4 separate regions of the Mus musculus genome follow, and regions 2, 3 and 4 are each linked to region 1. A link is a contact called in public HiChIP or PLAC-seq and promoter capture Hi-C data. All regions are on one chromosome and are shown on one strand. The core of a region is the stretch at or near the end of the contact, and the rest is flanking DNA. Distances in the headings are between cores, read along the strand shown.

Region 1 (3,969 bases), core at 797-3,296:
CTGAGCTGCCCCCAAGTACTTGGTCTTAATTTCAAAGAGAGCTGGTCTCAGGAAAACTGGCCAGGATGGAGCTAGATGAGAGTACAAGCCAGGAGTATCTGCAAAGAGAAGTGCAGCTCTCCCATCAGTCCCTGCTCACATATGGCTCAGCCTGGACCTGGAGGCTGTGGGTTCCCAGGCTCTGCTCAGTGATTCTACAAGAACCATCTGTGAGACTCGCTGACTAGCGCTGCAGTCTTTGGGTTGAACTAGCCAGGCTGAGGCTCACATTTAGCAGCAGGCCAAATGATGGCCCAGAAGGTGCCACCTGCTGGGGGAGGCAGATAGAAGAAAAGGACAGGGGTCTCATCTGCTGTCTAAATCCAAGTTGCTCTCCACTTCTGGTCAAAGCATAGGACAGTACTGTCTATGCCAGGGACTTCAGTGCCCGTTGAAAAGAGGGATCTCCTCACCCCAAGATAAGTTTCCTCCAAAGATCGATGGGACAATTTTGGGATGGCTGGGAGTAGTCATGATGTCAGGGAGATAAGGGGACAGTTGCACCCACTACCCCCAGCTTGGTAGCTGGCCAAGCTGCCCTCAACCACTACAAAGGAAGATGCCTGGCTCTTCCCTGAACCTGGGGGCTTAGCAGCCCCTCCCCACAGGCATCTTCTTGAGGGATTTCAGTTAAGAATATATGTGTGGTAGGAGGTCATGCTTGGAAGAAACCAAACCTACACAAAGAAAGCTCTCCCTAGCTCTCTGGCCAGCACGTGTAGTCATTCAGTTAGATAGCCACCAAGTGAGGATACTGTCTACAGAAAGAGCCACCCAGCCCAGCATAAAGCTCCTCTTATTCTTACAATCCTTACAGCCCTCACTTCCCGTATCTGATGTTGAGTTCCTGAACCCCACGTATGGGTTCCTACCAAAGCTGGTCCGTAGATATAAGAATACTGTTCTCGCAACAGGAGAGAAGAGGTGACAAAAGTACAGGGGAGTACCGAGTTTGTTCATTTTGTCTGAAAAGTAGCCTACAGCCTACGACGGAGAGTGAGGGCCGGGTCCCAAGGTAGGGCTGTGGGTGCTGGAAACTGCCAATCTGTCAGCAAGCAGATGGGGCAGAGGTCCTATTCCCATTCGGACTCCCCGTGGACTAGCTGGTAGGACTAAGACCATCAGCGGAGCACAGACACCCAGAAAAGCAGTTAGATAGGTTACCCTGAAGCAGCTGACCCAGCCAGGGATGCTTCTGACTAGCAAAGAAAAACAGCACACAGAGCATCCAGCCACGAGTCTCCATCCACACCTTAGAAAGATGCAAAGCGCGACACCGGGTAATTTCTTCCAACAAAATACATACGTTTCTGTTTTGCCTCTGCCTGTGTTCAAGTTCATCAAGAGACCGGAGAAAACCCTTCGCTGACCGGAAGCCTAGCTTGGGAATGGAACGAGAGAGGGGGGAGCAGCTTCTGACGAACGTCTCCACCTAGGAGGGAGGCTGTGCGCACCCCAAAACCTGCCCTCAGCCCGACCGGGGAGTCAGACCGGACGTCCCCGGGATTCCGGCGGAGAAGCGGCTGGTGCAACTGCCTGTGCACATCCAGCCAAGACCAGACGTGGTGAGATGCTACCCACACATCCGCCACGGTCCTGGCGCGCCGGCCCCGGGAAGGCGCCTCGCCAGCGCGCCCTGCGCCCCAGCAGGTGCAACCCCGCGCCCCCAGCAGGTGCAACCCCGCGCGCTCCCAGTCGCATCTACACAAACTTGTTTGCCCGGGGCGGGGGTAGATCCGGCTCGCAGCCCGTGCTAGGGTCCTGGCTGGGAGACCTCGAAGACAGGACTCACCCAGCGATCACAGCCGATTGGGGCACCCGCCTTCCGGGGCGCCAAGCCCGCAGCCCGCAGTGCCCAAAGCTCAGACGCCTGTAGCAAGCGCACCCGCGCTCCCAGGCCCGCGTCGCGCAGCTCCCCGAGGCTGCGGACTTCCGCGCTGAGCAGTGGCGGAGCGGGCGGGCGCCCAGCTGAGCCGCGGGCGCGGAGTACAGCGAGTGGCGGGCGCAGAGCGGGCGAGCGGGCGCCCGGTCTGCACATGCTCACTCGCGCGGCCCGGGGACAGCGGCCGGCCTCCGCCGGGTCCTAGAGGCTTCCGCGCACCCCCCTCTTCTAGGCTCCCAGGAAGGGTCGCAGCTTGGCTTCGTGGCGGGAGGTATGTGGGTGATCTGTCCGGGCTTGCGAGACAACGCACATACCGCGGGTGACACGCACTACTCGCCACCGCCAAGACAAGACGTTGACCACTCTGTTGCACCCGCCCAGCCACAGCCTACCACTGCAGCCTAGCCGGCTCTAGCACGCACCATGGTGCTCACACCAGACGCACACAGGAATACACTGGGCATCGCCACTCGCAGCAGTACGCCGCCACACTCAGATGCAGACGTGGTGGCAGACGCACAGTGGCTGATACAAATACACACTGAATCACCAGACACCCACACTCACACACTCTGTACTCTGCTCCACTCACTCAGAAGCAAGCTAGGACACGGACAGTTGCACACACATACAGAGCCACACAAATTTGTACCACTCTAATGTAAATACCCAGGCACACACTGGATTACTGTCCCATACTGGGGGAGCTAGGCACATTCACCTAACTCTCCTTGACACACAGCCACTCAGAAACAAGCACTTGCTAGAAACACACACACAATTTGAGACAGTACCACAGAATTACAAAATGGCAAAGATACTCACACCATCTCCTTACACACCTGGGGTTCTGCCAGCAGCTTATCACTCTGCCCACATTGACACAGGGAGACAGACCTTCTTGATATAGAGTGTAAAGGGACATTGCCTCACTGGTACACACACACACACACACACACACACACACACACACACACACACCACAGAGAGGGGGGGCACATAGGTCTATATACAGCCCTCCTTTTAAATAAAGACTTACCCCACTGGGAAGCTCTGCTCCCCCTTTCGAAGCCCCCAAGTCACAGCATCTACCCTGCTCTTCCTTAAACAACAGTGGGTATAGTTCTCACCCAAGACTGACAGCCAAGATGTTCTTGGAGGCTGCTGGATGCTGGGGACAGGATGAGAGGAGGCATCAGGAGCAGGTGGCAGTGGCTCTAACGGACTTCCTGAATGGAAGTTTTTTACTTCCAACTTCCGCTAGGGGCAGAGCTGCTCAGCCACTCAGAGAAGTGGGCTTTCAACAGGTGCAGGGCAGCAGTGGGGCTTGGAAGGGGACCCGTAGAAAGCTTCTGGCGGTGCAGTCGAAAGGCACCCTGGTGGGGAAAGGGCTTGTTGAAGTTTACACAGAAGAGTCTTGGGTCTGGGGATGAAGGTTGAACTCTTTGGAGCCTTGGGAGTTTTGGGTAGGAGCAGAGGGATTTTGTGCTATCTCAGCATTCCAGGCCTGCAAAGAAAGTATCCTCTGCATAGCCTTTAATCATTGTTATCAGCTGTAACTCAATGAATCCTCTTGCAATGTTGTCTTGTGTTTGAACCCTCTTCAGGACTGACTGCATAATTTATAGGGTCCAGTGGCAAAAAACAAACAAACAAACAAATTATCCAAGATGCAAAGGTATAATTTTTTTAATTTTTTAGTACATATTTTCCTCAATTACATTTCCAATGCTATCCCAAAAGTCCCCCATACTCTCCCCCCCCCACTTCCCTACCCACCCATTCCCATTATTTTGGCCCTGGCGTTCCCCTGTACTGGGGCATATAAAGTTTGCGTGTCCAATGGGCCTCTCTTTCCAGTGATGGCTGATTAGGCCATCTTTTGATACATATGCAGCTAGAATCAAGAACTCTGGGGTACTGGTTAGTTCATAGTGTTGCACCTACAGGGTTGCAGATCTGCAAAGGTGTAATTTTAAAACAGAGTTTAGGGTTATTGGGAAACAGACTCTTGTGTCTTGCACAGGCCGTAAGTCCATGAAGTCACC
Region 2 (3,799 bases), core at 692-3,191, 340 kb after region 1:
CTAATTACATTCCTCAGACCACCAGAGCTCATAGATATATTCCGAGGTGGACTGTTGACCACCCACCTCATTCCCTATAGACCAATCAGTTTAAAAGTCACACTGTTCTGCCAATCACATTGTGCCTAATGGCTGCTTCCTGGAGAACTGTAGAAAGGCTTGCTGGACTGGCTGTGTATGGTGGTTCTCTCTCTCCATGTGCAGTGCGACCCCAACATGTTGGAACAATAAATTCTTCTTGCTTTTTGCATCGATTCCTGGCTCTGCGTCATTCACTCAGGGAGTCCCTGGTAAGCCAAGGCTCCCCAGAGGCTTACAATGGGATACCACTTTTATGAAAGAACAAAGGTTTTAGAGTGGGTGGGAGCTTACTAGCATGGGAGTTACTTGCCTGCAGAGACAATTTCAGAGTTTTGGTTTCTTTGAAAAACACAAAAAATAGTATAAGAATGTGTTTTATTTCAGTCCCAGATGTGGGATATGGGGCTGCTTCAGACTGTCCTCAGCAGCTGACTGTGATTTGTCTTGTGCTCTAGCAGGGATGTCATTTTGCCAGCTGCAGATAGTTTCTGTGATTGTTTGATGTTTGTAATTCTGGGGAATTTTCAGAGGGTATATAAACACTAGGGCCCTGAGAGGCAGGATGGGAGGTTGTTGGGTTTGGTTGTTGTCACTGGTCATTGTTGATTGCAGTTTGTTAGTAGTCATGCACAAAGAAGAAATAAGAAGAAATTAGATATCCTAATGGTGACGATCAAATTTGCCCCAAGGAACTTGACACCCCTAAATGGGCAGGAAGTTGTCTAAGAATGATATCACCCCATTTCAACCCCTGACTTTAATCTGAGTTCTTTTATCTAGTGTTAGGGAGTTGGAAAAGGGTGAAGAAGGGTGGAAGAAAGAAGGACCCACAAATTAGCAAAGAACTACAGTTCCCTATTGAACAATGTAAATGAAAAACTCTCTTAGCCTCTTATGCCTCCCTTTCACCTTCAGCCATGAGACAAAGCAGCAAAAAAAGCCCTTGCTGAATCTTAGCCCCTTGACACTCGATTTCCTATTCTCCAGAACTACAAGTTTCTTTTCTTTATAAGTTACCCAGTCTCTGGTAATAGCTTTGTGATAACAGAACAAAATAGACTATGGACCATCTATGCTTCTAAACATTTTTAATGTCTCAGATACTCTAAGATATCTCAGATACCCTTTGCAGCTCTCCACTGTTTTCTTCCAAGGCCTCATCAAATCACCTTCAGCAGTCCATGCATAACGTGGGCTTTCACTAGCATGTATCCCACCACTCTCCAGCCTCTGCAGGGTATCCTGTTTGAGGGTCAATTGTATACTTTTAGAAATTTGTACAGAACTACCCACCTTTTTGGTACCAATATCCTGTCTTAATGCTACAAAATAAATTTAAGTCCCTGGGAAAGCAAAGTCTATGATAGTTCTTACTGATCCCAGGATCCCTTGCACCTCATAGAGCCAAGCACATAACAAGCCACTGTGATCAAATAAATGTTGTGCTCTCCAGGCCTGTGTCCTCACCTGCCCACAGAATGGCTCATTCTGTACTGATATTACCCATTGATTCTTGACTCGAGAAAATTGAGGTAGTGTTCACCATGCTAACAAAGTATCTTGAGGACACAGCTCAGGGTGGAAGCACAGACGACCCAGATTAAGTGTAAATTAAGTCATCTCCCCATACCTAGATTCTCATCCGCAAAATGGAGCTATAAGACACTCCCTCCCCATAAAGTTCTTTCTGGATGTTAAATGAAAGCTTAACTCAGTGCCTTTACAAAGTAGCCACTTATTTGATTCTAGCTGCTGTTATTAGAATGGTAATCGTTGGTGATAGGTTCTTAGAACAGATTAGCATCCCTGTGGGTGGTAAAGGGCATCAGCCCTCTGTCGATGCTCCTGCAAAAGGGTGAGGTTCATTCCTTCCCTTTATGCAAAAGGACAAAGGCATGCCTCACTTGGGCTCCAGCAAAGAGCTCTCCCCACTACCACTGGATGGGGAAAATGGATTCATTTTCATTCATCTTCCAGGGCCTCTTTCAGCTGACACTAGTAACAGAGCTTCAAGCATTTGATATTGGCTTGTCCTGATTCATTACTTTGGTCTCTTCCTGTATACCCACACCTCCAGTGGCTGAGCTACAGAGCTGGGCTCCAGATGGTCCCCATCAGAACTCCAAGGCTCCCCAGGCTAGTGGAAAGTACTTGAGTTGCTTCTTGGTGACTTCAGGTCTTGCAAAGTTATTTCCTCCTCTAATTTGCCCTCTCATTCCCCAACAATGCCAGCCCTGCAATGTCACATAGAAATGGCCACCAGGGAATGACTTTTAAAGCAGCAAATTGCATCAAATGCAGGACTGTGTGAGTCCCATCTTCATCGAGGAATTTCCCTGTTTGGTTTGGCCATCCAGTGGAGCATTAGACAGCAGTTTAATCATTATTACCAGTGCTGCACTGTGACTCTCAGGAGAAGCACTAAACTGGAATGAAAAGGAACTGACATAATTAGTCTGACACAGTTCAATAGGGAACTATTACACCAAAGGTAATGAGCTCCAGTGATATGTTAATGTTATTGTAAGAAATTATGCCAGCGCAACAAAGTGGCTTTGGGTTGGGGGTGGGGGAAGGGACAATCTGGGAATTTTCCCAGGCAGTAGACTAATGAAGGGAAAGAATTCAAGAAGGCTTGTAAAAAACCTTTTCTCCCAGGTATCTGTGGTCACTTGGGGCTGAGGACCTGTTACCCAGGGTACAGGGACACGGCTGAGGCTATGTAGGCAATGTGGTCACTGTCGATACAGAGAAGTGACTGGATATTTGTTCAACTAGGAAAATAAAAGGATCAAGAGAATCGCTCTGAGCACTAGAAATCAATGCAGAGATATTGTGAGAGCAGTTCCTTGTGTAGTTCCTCAGCACCACACAGTGTAGGGATTGGTATTTGGCTGCTTTTGAGAAGCAGAAGGACACACTTACAAAGCAGGGACTCGGATACCCGATAACCGTAACTCTTATCAAGGAACGTAAACCTTAAAGCCTCAGCTTCCTCATTTCTTAAGTGGGTACATCAGTGCCTACCTTCAAAGCTGAAGTTAAACCCCGATGCTGCCACTAGAAATAACAGGAGTACAATGAAAGAGGACTAACACAATGCTGGCCTTTTGTCCTTGCGCCTGGACAAGCTCTGAAGATGCTGCCAGGTACCAGAACCTTCTGATATCAGCATCTAACCTCACAAGAAATGCTGTCTGTCTTGAATGAATAGAGAGTTTTTCTTGCTATTATTTCTCAAATAATATAGTATTAACAACTATTTACACAGTATTTATACTGCATTTTACATTTAAGCAATCTGGAGATCATTTAAAATACACATAAAGATGTCCAGGGGTTTTATGTAAACACTATCCCATTTTATGTAAGAGTCTTGTGCATCTGTGGGCATCTGGAATCTGGGAGGGAGGCCCTGGAAGCCACTTACTGCTCCAGAATATACACTGTCCATGATTAATCACTCTTGTACTCATTTCCATTCCATTGCCCCATTCTCTCAAAGCAATCTCGGTGAGCTATAAACAGATGTGTTCTTTGCTCCATTTTACAGATAGGAAGATTGAGGCACCACAGATCAAGTGTTGTCACACAGCACAGGTCAGGCAGAACAAGTGTAAACTTTAATACCAATTCCTGGATCGAGGGCTATGTTCCTGGGATGCTTCACCCTCCACAAACCTCAGCACAGGGTGCAAGGGATGCTTGGAATGAACCA
Region 3 (3,959 bases), core at 26-2,525, 380 kb before region 1:
AAAACTAAGATGGAGAATCTTTGTCAAAGCATGCTAGCTAGCTGTCGTGAGTGAAGGCACGTTGTTCGGTCTGCACAGAGGACCCTAGGAAAGCCTGGTTTGGTAGATGAGGCATCAGAAAGCAGGGAGAGGTCCATGAGTAGGCGATACAGACTTCCTTTCGCTGAGGTGAAGAACTTTGTTGCTGCTAGCTCTGTGCAAAAGTTTCGGGAAGACTCTTGCCTGAGGCTGAGCCTTTGATAGACTAAAGAGGGAGTGTAAGGCTGATTAACCTGGATAGGCTGAAGGAGTCAAAGCCCAGAAATGGGTGTGTCCCGTAGAGGCCCCTTGTGTGCTTTGTTTCTATGGGGCAGTGGATGGGGCACTTAAGTCCTGGCTGGCCTAGGGGTGGAACTGTCTAGTGCCCAGTGTGGGTGCTTGGCTGCAGACTGTGGGAGAAAAACAGGCTTCAGGGAAGGCCCAACAGTCCTCTAAGGAGCCTAGCCCTCACCCTAACCGTCAGCAGGGAGGAAGTGGCCTCGCCTGGAACTGAGCTAGGGAGCCGACTGCTCTCTCCAGGACCCTACCTTCTAGGCCCCATCTAAAACGACTGACCATCTCCTGTGGATCCCCTGACTGCAGTGGGCAGAAACCACAATTTAAATGTCTCAGGAGGCCCGCTAATTAGAATGTCAGCACTTCTGTGAGAAAGTGTTAGGGGGACACACTGCTTTCTGCCAGGCTCCCCACAAACTCTGCTTAGCGTTTACTGGCAGGTGGGGTTTGCAGGTTTAACGGATCCTTTAGTGCTAAAGGACAAAAGCTTTCCTCTCTTGAGACTAGAGCAGATGCAGGCATCCAGCATCCCTGGAGTTGGGAGCTGATGGAGAAGTCCCCTCTCATCTCTGCGAGACTTCGTTCTAGGTTTCTCAGTCTCCTGGGTCCTGGTCTTCCTTGCTCTCCCTGTCCTCACAGACTCTAGCCAGCTCCGATTTCCTTGAATTTCTCTCTCTCCCAAGGGTGTTTCTGCCCTAGGAGCGCCTCTTTCTGGTGCCTTGTCTCAGGGTCACTGCGCCCCAGGCTCGCAGTCCATGTCTTCATCCCTGCCTGGCCCGCAGCGTCTCCGAGCTGTAATCCGGAGTCTGTCTACGTCTGTCTTTCAGCGAGGGTCGGGGTCTCAGTGGCCGCAATCAGTGGGCTGCGCCTCCCGCGCGCTGCGGTGGCCGCGCGGCTCCGGGCGGGGGTGCGGGCCCGCGGGGGCGGTGTCGGGCGCCTTCCGTCGTCAGTCCCTCCCCGGCGGCGCGGAGGGGGGGCGGCGCGGTCGCCGCTCGGCTCCTTTAAGGGAGCGGGAGGGAGCGGCGAGGCGGCGGCGGTTGCGGTGGAGGCGGCCGAGCGAGCGGGGCGGGGGCGCGGGGCGCGGCGCCCGGAGAGTCCGCTCCGGCCGAAGGCGCCGGGGCCCGGCCGGGAGCGAGCAGCGCCGGCAGCACAGCGGAGCCCGCCGCCCGGGACATGGCCAAGGCGGGCAGCGCAGGTGAGCGCGGCGCGGGGCGCTCGGCGGGTGGCGGGAGGGATCGCTCGGCCCAGGTGAGCCCCCCAACCAGGTGGGCGGAGGCACAGTGACCGCGGCGACCCGCCCGGACCCCGGGGCGTGCATAAGGGGCTCCGCGCGCCCTGCGTCCTTCCCGCGCCCCCAGTCACCTCGTGGGACACCGCATCCCGCTTGCCCCGCTGCACTGGGTCAGGTCCACGGCTCCTCAGTCCAGTCGGCAGTTCGGAGCTGTCGCTGCCCTCCGGGAGACCGGGGGAGTAGACCCCGGCACCGGAACCCAAAGGGGATGTCCCGCGGTCGCTGATCCATCCCACGCCCCAACAAACCAGGACGCGCCCCCTTGTCCTGTCACTCTCTATCTTGGATGCGACAGTCCCCCGCCCCTGCCACCAGCTGGGTTAAGAGACCCAGATTACTGGTCCCGTCGCTGGAGGGGTACACTATGGCTGGGGAGCCTCCCCGCCTCCCACCTGACCCAGAGGCAGAGCCTCAGGTGCCGGGCTAGGCAGGCGGGGCCTCTGTTGGGGTCCCATGGGCTCGGCTCTCCTGCAAGCTCAGAGCTGTAGCCCAAGGATCCCAGGGAGTAGGTGTTAGTCGTCCCTTCATTCATCCAGTCAGGCGTTCATTCACCAGCATCTGCTCTGATGTCAGGCCCTGTGAGTTGGTTAGGACCTGGAGGGGACCAGGTTTAGCCCCGGACTCCCCACTCTGTGCCCTGGACCCCTACAGTGCCCTAAAAGGCCAAGTTGAGGAAAGCCAGTGTTCATAGGGCTGGCCACAAATGGATGAGGCTGGTCTCAACAGTCCTGAGCTTGGGAGCTCTGGCGTGTGAGAATCTGCCATGAACTCACTCCCAGCCTGTGACGTTGGCAGGTGCCATGCCATCCCCGTGGGGCCTGGTGTGAACCCCACTTCTCCACCCATAGGCATGGCAAAGATGGAATGAACATGACCACCTGCCCGCACTCTAGATGTGAGTGCCATTGAACTGCCTGCGACCCTGGGACAGGTCCCAATCCTTGGCATGGACTGGCCTTGTGACTCAGGTGTGGCAGAGGAATCCTGTGAGGGAGAGGCTGTTTGTGTGAGACAGCATAAGCAAATGCATCTAAACACCCCCTTTCCCACTTCCCTCCCCTCCCCTCCCGAGGGAGGCACAGTGAGATGACACCAGGAGGCTGGAAAAGGCTCTCTGCTCCCTTCTTTCTCCTGCCTTGGTCCCTCCCCACCCCTGCTCTTCATAAAGGAAGAGCATGCGTCTCTGCTACCCATTCTACATGTGCTCATGTGTGAGCACAGGTCTGGACGTCCGGATCCAGGTCTCTTGCCAGGGCACCACAGTAGCAAGAGTAGTTAGAGAAATCTCTTCTTGACCTGTGTACCAGGTAACATACTTAAGCCCTTTACTGCCCCATGATTCTGAGAAGTAGGAAGGTACTCCCCTTTTAAAGCCCTTGGAAGCAAATAGCTCCCTGAAGATGGCTGGGAGGGTCTAGGTGAGCCTGGATGCAAGACCAAGGTTTTTTTTGGTTTTGTTTTGTTTTGCTTTTGTTTTTTTGGATGCTAAGGAATCTTTCTACTCCCCTCCTCATTCTGGGAGAAGGGCAGCCCCAGGTCCTATGAATTGGATTGTGGGTCTTTTGGTCCCTAGCTGAGATCCATGGGGAGAGTGCCCTGCAGAAGGTGAAGAAATGGCCAGGCCTCCCAAGACTGCTGCCTGGGGCTGCTCTACAACTTTTCCATTTCACAGTCTCAGTCCTTTCCCTCAGAGCAAGCCAGACTTCCCTCCTCTGTGACCACCTGCCTGGTGCCTCTCTGTCTCTTACTCAGCTGCCACCCCAAGGAGCTCTGCAGATGACCTCTGGCAAGATCTGACCACGCTTCTCAACTCTCCTGGGCAACGTGGCAGCCTGCAAATATCCCTTCTTTTCTTTAGCTACCTTAAACCCAGTGACTTAAGGATGCAGAGTATGGAGGAATGCCTGGCCTCTCTCATCAAGCACATTTACCTTGAATTATATAGCTTATATATAATTCAAGGCCAAGTTCTTCTATTCATAGCTGAGGAAACTGAGGCCCAAGAGAGAAAGATGGCAATTCAGTACCATACACAGACTAAAAGGCAGAAGGATCAGCCCTCCACCCTGAGAGGTGAGAGGAGACTAAAGGGAGGTTGTAGGAAATCTTGCCTGCGAGTGAGGGGGTCTGCTTCCTGATTTGTGTGGGATTTCCTCTGAAAACCGGCCAGTGGTCCGGCTACTTAAGGAGGAGATGGGCTTTGGGTCCTGGCGCTGTTGTAACCGATGCCAGGCTGTATACTCTACAGTTCCACCATCACGTCGTGGTGGTGAATGGTGGTGCTGGAGCGGCACGATGAACATCCTGAGCAGCCAGCCAAGGCTACAGCAGCTGTGCCAGGAAGGCAGTTCAA
Region 4 (3,818 bases), core at 923-3,422, 360 kb after region 1:
ACAACATTATGAACTAACCAGTACCCCGGAGCTCTTAACTCTAGCTGCATATGTATCAAAAGATGGCCTAGTCGGCCATCACTGCAAAGAGATGCCCATTGGACTTGCAAACTTTATATGCCCCAGTACAGGGGAACGCCAGGGCCAAAAAGTGGGAATGGGCGGGTAGGGGAGTGGGGGGGGAGGGTATGGGGGACTTTTGGGATAGCATTGGAAATATAATTGAGGAAAAAACGTAATAAAAATTTAAATAAAAAAAGAAACTATTACAGTGTGCTGGGTCAGCTTTCAGCATCTGTCCCACGTAGCAGCAGCATCGGAGACCGCTGAACCTTACCTGATAGTAGGCAGGTCATATCTGCCATCTTTCTACCTCAAGTCTAAAGAAGCAGCTTAACTAATTGACTTTTTAGTATTGAGTTTGCACCGAGGCTTTGCTTTTGTACACATGATCCAAAATCACCAAATTTCTTCATTTACTGAGATTATTTTCTAAAATATGACAAGTGAGAGACTAAGCCCATTCTGATTTGAAAGTAGGAAGTGTAGCCAAATTCATACTTAAAAAGCTGGACATCCAAGTTACAGAAACTCAACTCACTTCTGAATCCTTCCCTGCTGAGCCTCCTAAGTCTATTCCAGAAAGGTTGAGTGTGCAATACTTTTCTGTTGCTGTGATAAAATACCATGGTTTAAAGCAACTTATAGAGGAAAGAGTTTATTTTGGTTTTATGGTTCCAGAGGGATAAGAGTCTACCATGACAGAAAAGCATGGCTTCAAGTACTAGGCATGGCAGCTGGAGCCAGAATTTGAGAGATCCTAACACGAACCAGACCCTCATTTCAATCATTATAATGAAAAACCAAGACAGCAGAAGAGCACCAGCCCTCTGCACAATGCAGGCATTGGGCTAGAATCTTACCGTACTAAGCAGGGCCTCCTGCACCCGGAGGAGCTTCTTTATCCAGATACAACTCTGCTCTCTCTAGACAAATAAGTCATCAGACACCTGGTCTGCTTAGCGTCTGATGGCTGAAAGTGTTAGAGAAAGTCGTAGACTTTTATCACTGAGCAGATGGTCTCTTTCTGGGGTAAGGAACTTCGAAATCCTTCTCTCTAAGTGTCCTCTGGGGTGGCCAAGGGTGAGGGGCCTGGATGTCATCCTGAGATTTGCCAACTCAGACCCTGCCATCTGCCCAGCAAGACAACTGGATTTGAGGACATCAGCCACAGCTCAGCTTCCAGGGCAGTGTGGGGAACAAGGTGCAAGAGAGGGTCATGAACTTTGCAGTGAGACAAACCTGAGCTCACTTAGTAGCTTCTCTCTCTCTCTCTCTCTCTCTCTCTCTCTCTCTCTCTCTGTGTGTGTGTGTGTGTGTGTGTCTGTCTGTCTGTCTGTCTGTGTGTGTGTGTGTGTGCATGCATGTGTGTGTATATGTGTGCATGTGTGTGATCTCTCAGAGGCCTCATTTTCTTCTTCAGCCATCAAATGGATCCTACTTTATTAGATTAAGGGCGTTTTACAGTAATGCATGTAAAGCACACAGCACAGAACCCGAGCCTAGAAAACACTCCAAATCCTAAGCTATTGGTCCGTACACAGCTCAGCTGCCAAGCCCACTCCTGTGTCCAGGAATAAGCCTGAGTGCCTTTGTTTTGGAGAAAGGAGTCCAAGCTACCCTTTCTCCAAGATCACACAGTGATGAAGTCAGGACTGAGATGGATGCTGGAAGTTCCTCAGTCACACTTTATCCTATCAGATCATTTTACCTCCACCCCCCCCCCCAACCTTTGAGGAGTAAAGATTTTGCCACCATTCTTCTGCAAATTTTCCATGGAGAAAAAGCTTGTATTTCCTAAAGGGCTGTGACACACACACACACACACACACACACACACACACACACCAGGGGAGCCGCTGTGCACCACTGGAGCGGGAGAAATAAATCCTCTTCCAATCTGCTTCGATTCAGTCCAGAAACCAGGAAGCACCCCCTGCTCCAGCCCCCGCAGAGGCCATATGGGCCAGGACAAGGCAGGATTAAGTGTGCCTGCATGAGGGGGTGGAAAGGCAGCTGCTCTCATGACCAAGGGCTCCTATGTGCTCCAGAGCAGGAGGCTCCTCTACCTGCTGCAGCAGATGGAGAGTCTTCGCTGATTGGCTGCTCAGGGGGAAAACATCACCATCCATCTCTGGTCCCTAATGAAGGGTGGAAGCCTGGGACCCATCATCCTCGTCAGCACCACGGAGAGCTGCCGGATCCTGGGCTGAGCACACAGCTGCTCTCAGTCTGGCAGGAGGGAAGGGGGAGACAGAAACAGAATAAAATAAAGAGCGGAGAGAGTGAAAGGGAATGAGAGCAGAATGAAGGACTGAGACAGATAAGCCAAGAGATGCAGATACTGGGTCAGATAGAGCTAGAAGATGGCATACAGAAGAGAATGGGACAGAATTTAAATCCAGGCTAAACAATACAAATGTGAGCCAGCAAGTATCAAGTACTTTCTATGAGCTAGGGGCGGAGATACGTGTGTCCTGTGCACTGCATCTCTTGACCTTCACAAGTATGCTACAGAGGGTACTGAAATCATCCTGCCAACAGATACCTCCTGGCTGCACTCTGCAACAGAACTGGGCTTTACCTCCTGAAAGTACCTGCAGCTTTGGGATGTTAATGCTGAAATTGGCTTCAGCATCCCACATACACCTGCTTCTCACCACTGAAGCAAATTCTTTCTAAAAACTCAGGATCATCTTCTTCTAGTCTGCAGTCAAACCAGTCTTTAAAAAAATCAGGGTTTCCTTTCTCAGGCTCTTGGCACTTGCAGATCTCCTGCCTGGACCTCTATTCTCCATGTTGTTTTTGGAGCTCCAAAATATAATTCAGATCTGCAAGACCACTCTTCAAAGAGGATGTCCTTGTGTTCCAGGTGCCAGTAAAACACACACACACACACACACACACACACACACACATACACACACACACACACACACACACACACACCACTTTACATCTTCTTAGTTGAGTTTTTAATTCGCCTTGCTTTTTATCTCTCAGATAAGAGTCCTGTTCCAAATCATGAGTGTGGCTCTCTTTTCTTCATGCTTGTATTTCTGAATGAAAACACTTCATTAACATATACAAACAAAGTTTGAGTGAACAAATGCTTTTAGAACCAAGACACATTGTTTGGATTCTTACAAAGAGCCAGATGTTTTCAGCTGAGCAACCTGTGTCTCTCCACCAGGCCCCTACACCAGAGGTCTCACCGGGACACACTCAGTGGATGAGATCCGCTTTGGTCCCCATAATAAGTTATTACAGAACTCACCCAGTGGAGGGGGCACCAAATCTCCATTATACCACTCTCTCTGGAGAACAAGATGCTGTACTGCCTTGATCCTCTTTCCACAGGAGACTCTCATTCTGACAGTTCTAGGGAACTTTGGCAAATGAGGACTGTCAGTCGATTTGCCCTTGTGGAATTACTCACAAGTAAAGAGAGCAGCCAAGGGCAGCCCTACACCTGTAGGACAGCTGCAGCCAGCGACCATCCCCTAACCATTCTGACACTAAGCATCCACATCTTCCTCCTTGCTGCACACTATATGACATGTGTCAATCATGAAAGAGGAAGCATACTTCATGTTCATTTAACACCTAGTCCCTTCCCTTCACAGCTGCGAAGCAGGGCCACATTCATACTAGAGACAAAGGCCCCTGACTTGGACATGCCTGGAATCTCTCTCTCTCTCTCTCTCTCTCTCTCTCTCTCTCTCTCTCTCTCTCTCTCTCTCTCTCTCTCCCCCTGT

The links. Promoter capture Hi-C pulls out the DNA fragments that hold promoters and counts their contacts. HiChIP or PLAC-seq counts read pairs in DNA pulled down with a chosen protein or histone mark.
Region 2: an H3K4me3 HiChIP or PLAC-seq map of embryonic basal ganglia shows a contact between it and region 1, with 4 times the contacts expected there. The contact joins the enhancer-like site here to the promoter of Wscd1 in region 1. A contact is called at or near these places in 4 of 39 promoter capture datasets (cranial neural crest, embryonic stem cells, second pharyngeal arch cranial neural crest and 1 more), 7 of 115 datasets of contacts at active chromatin or transcription factors (embryonic basal ganglia, embryonic forebrain, embryonic hindbrain and 4 more) and 2 of 9 other capture datasets (adipose tissue and pancreatic islet).
Region 3: a contact with region 1 is called in a promoter capture Hi-C map of embryonic stem cells. The contact joins the promoter of Pitpnm3 here to the promoter of Wscd1 in region 1. A contact is called at or near these places in 2 of 39 promoter capture datasets (embryonic stem cells and hippocampal neurons) and 1 of 484 Hi-C or Micro-C datasets (cerebellum).
Region 4: an H3K27ac HiChIP or PLAC-seq map of SST interneurons shows a contact between it and region 1, with 6 times the contacts expected there. The contact joins the enhancer-like site here to the promoter of Wscd1 in region 1. A contact is called at or near these places in 10 of 39 promoter capture datasets (the 3T3-L1 cell line, the HPC-7 cell line, cranial neural crest and 7 more), 8 of 115 datasets of contacts at active chromatin or transcription factors (SST interneurons, differentiating embryonic stem cells, embryonic basal ganglia and 5 more) and 1 of 9 other capture datasets (adipose tissue).

The regions. Positions count from the first base shown.
Region 1 is chr11:71,749,092-71,753,060 of GRCm38.p6, reverse strand. Wscd1 (WSC domain containing 1) reads right to left here and starts at 2,046. Exons shown (of 9, transcript NM_001357965.1): 1 at 1,832-2,046.
Region 2 is chr11:71,413,758-71,417,556 of GRCm38.p6, reverse strand. No RefSeq gene overlaps it. Among named protein-coding and RNA genes, the nearest start is that of Gm16013, 21 kb to the left of the region's middle. Within about 2 kb of position 1,941, at least 20 of the 459 cell types and tissues checked have an H3K27ac peak or open chromatin away from gene starts, as enhancers often do. A contact at or near this core is called in embryonic basal ganglia and forebrain, where this site is marked.
Region 3 is chr11:72,133,205-72,137,163 of GRCm38.p6, reverse strand. Pitpnm3 (PITPNM family member 3) reads left to right here and starts at 1,275. Exons shown (of 20, transcript NM_001024927.2): 1 at 1,275-1,510. The coding sequence starts at 1,489.
Region 4 is chr11:71,388,180-71,391,997 of GRCm38.p6, reverse strand. It overlaps Gm33249 (a long non-coding RNA gene), which reads right to left. Exons shown (of 3, transcript XR_388798.2): 2 at 2,130-2,292. Among named protein-coding and RNA genes, the nearest start is that of Gm33249, 4.9 kb to the right of the region's middle. Within about 2 kb of position 2,172, at least 47 of the 459 cell types and tissues checked have an H3K27ac peak or open chromatin away from gene starts, as enhancers often do. A contact at or near this core is called in SST interneurons, embryonic forebrain, hippocampal neurons and 2 more, where this site is marked.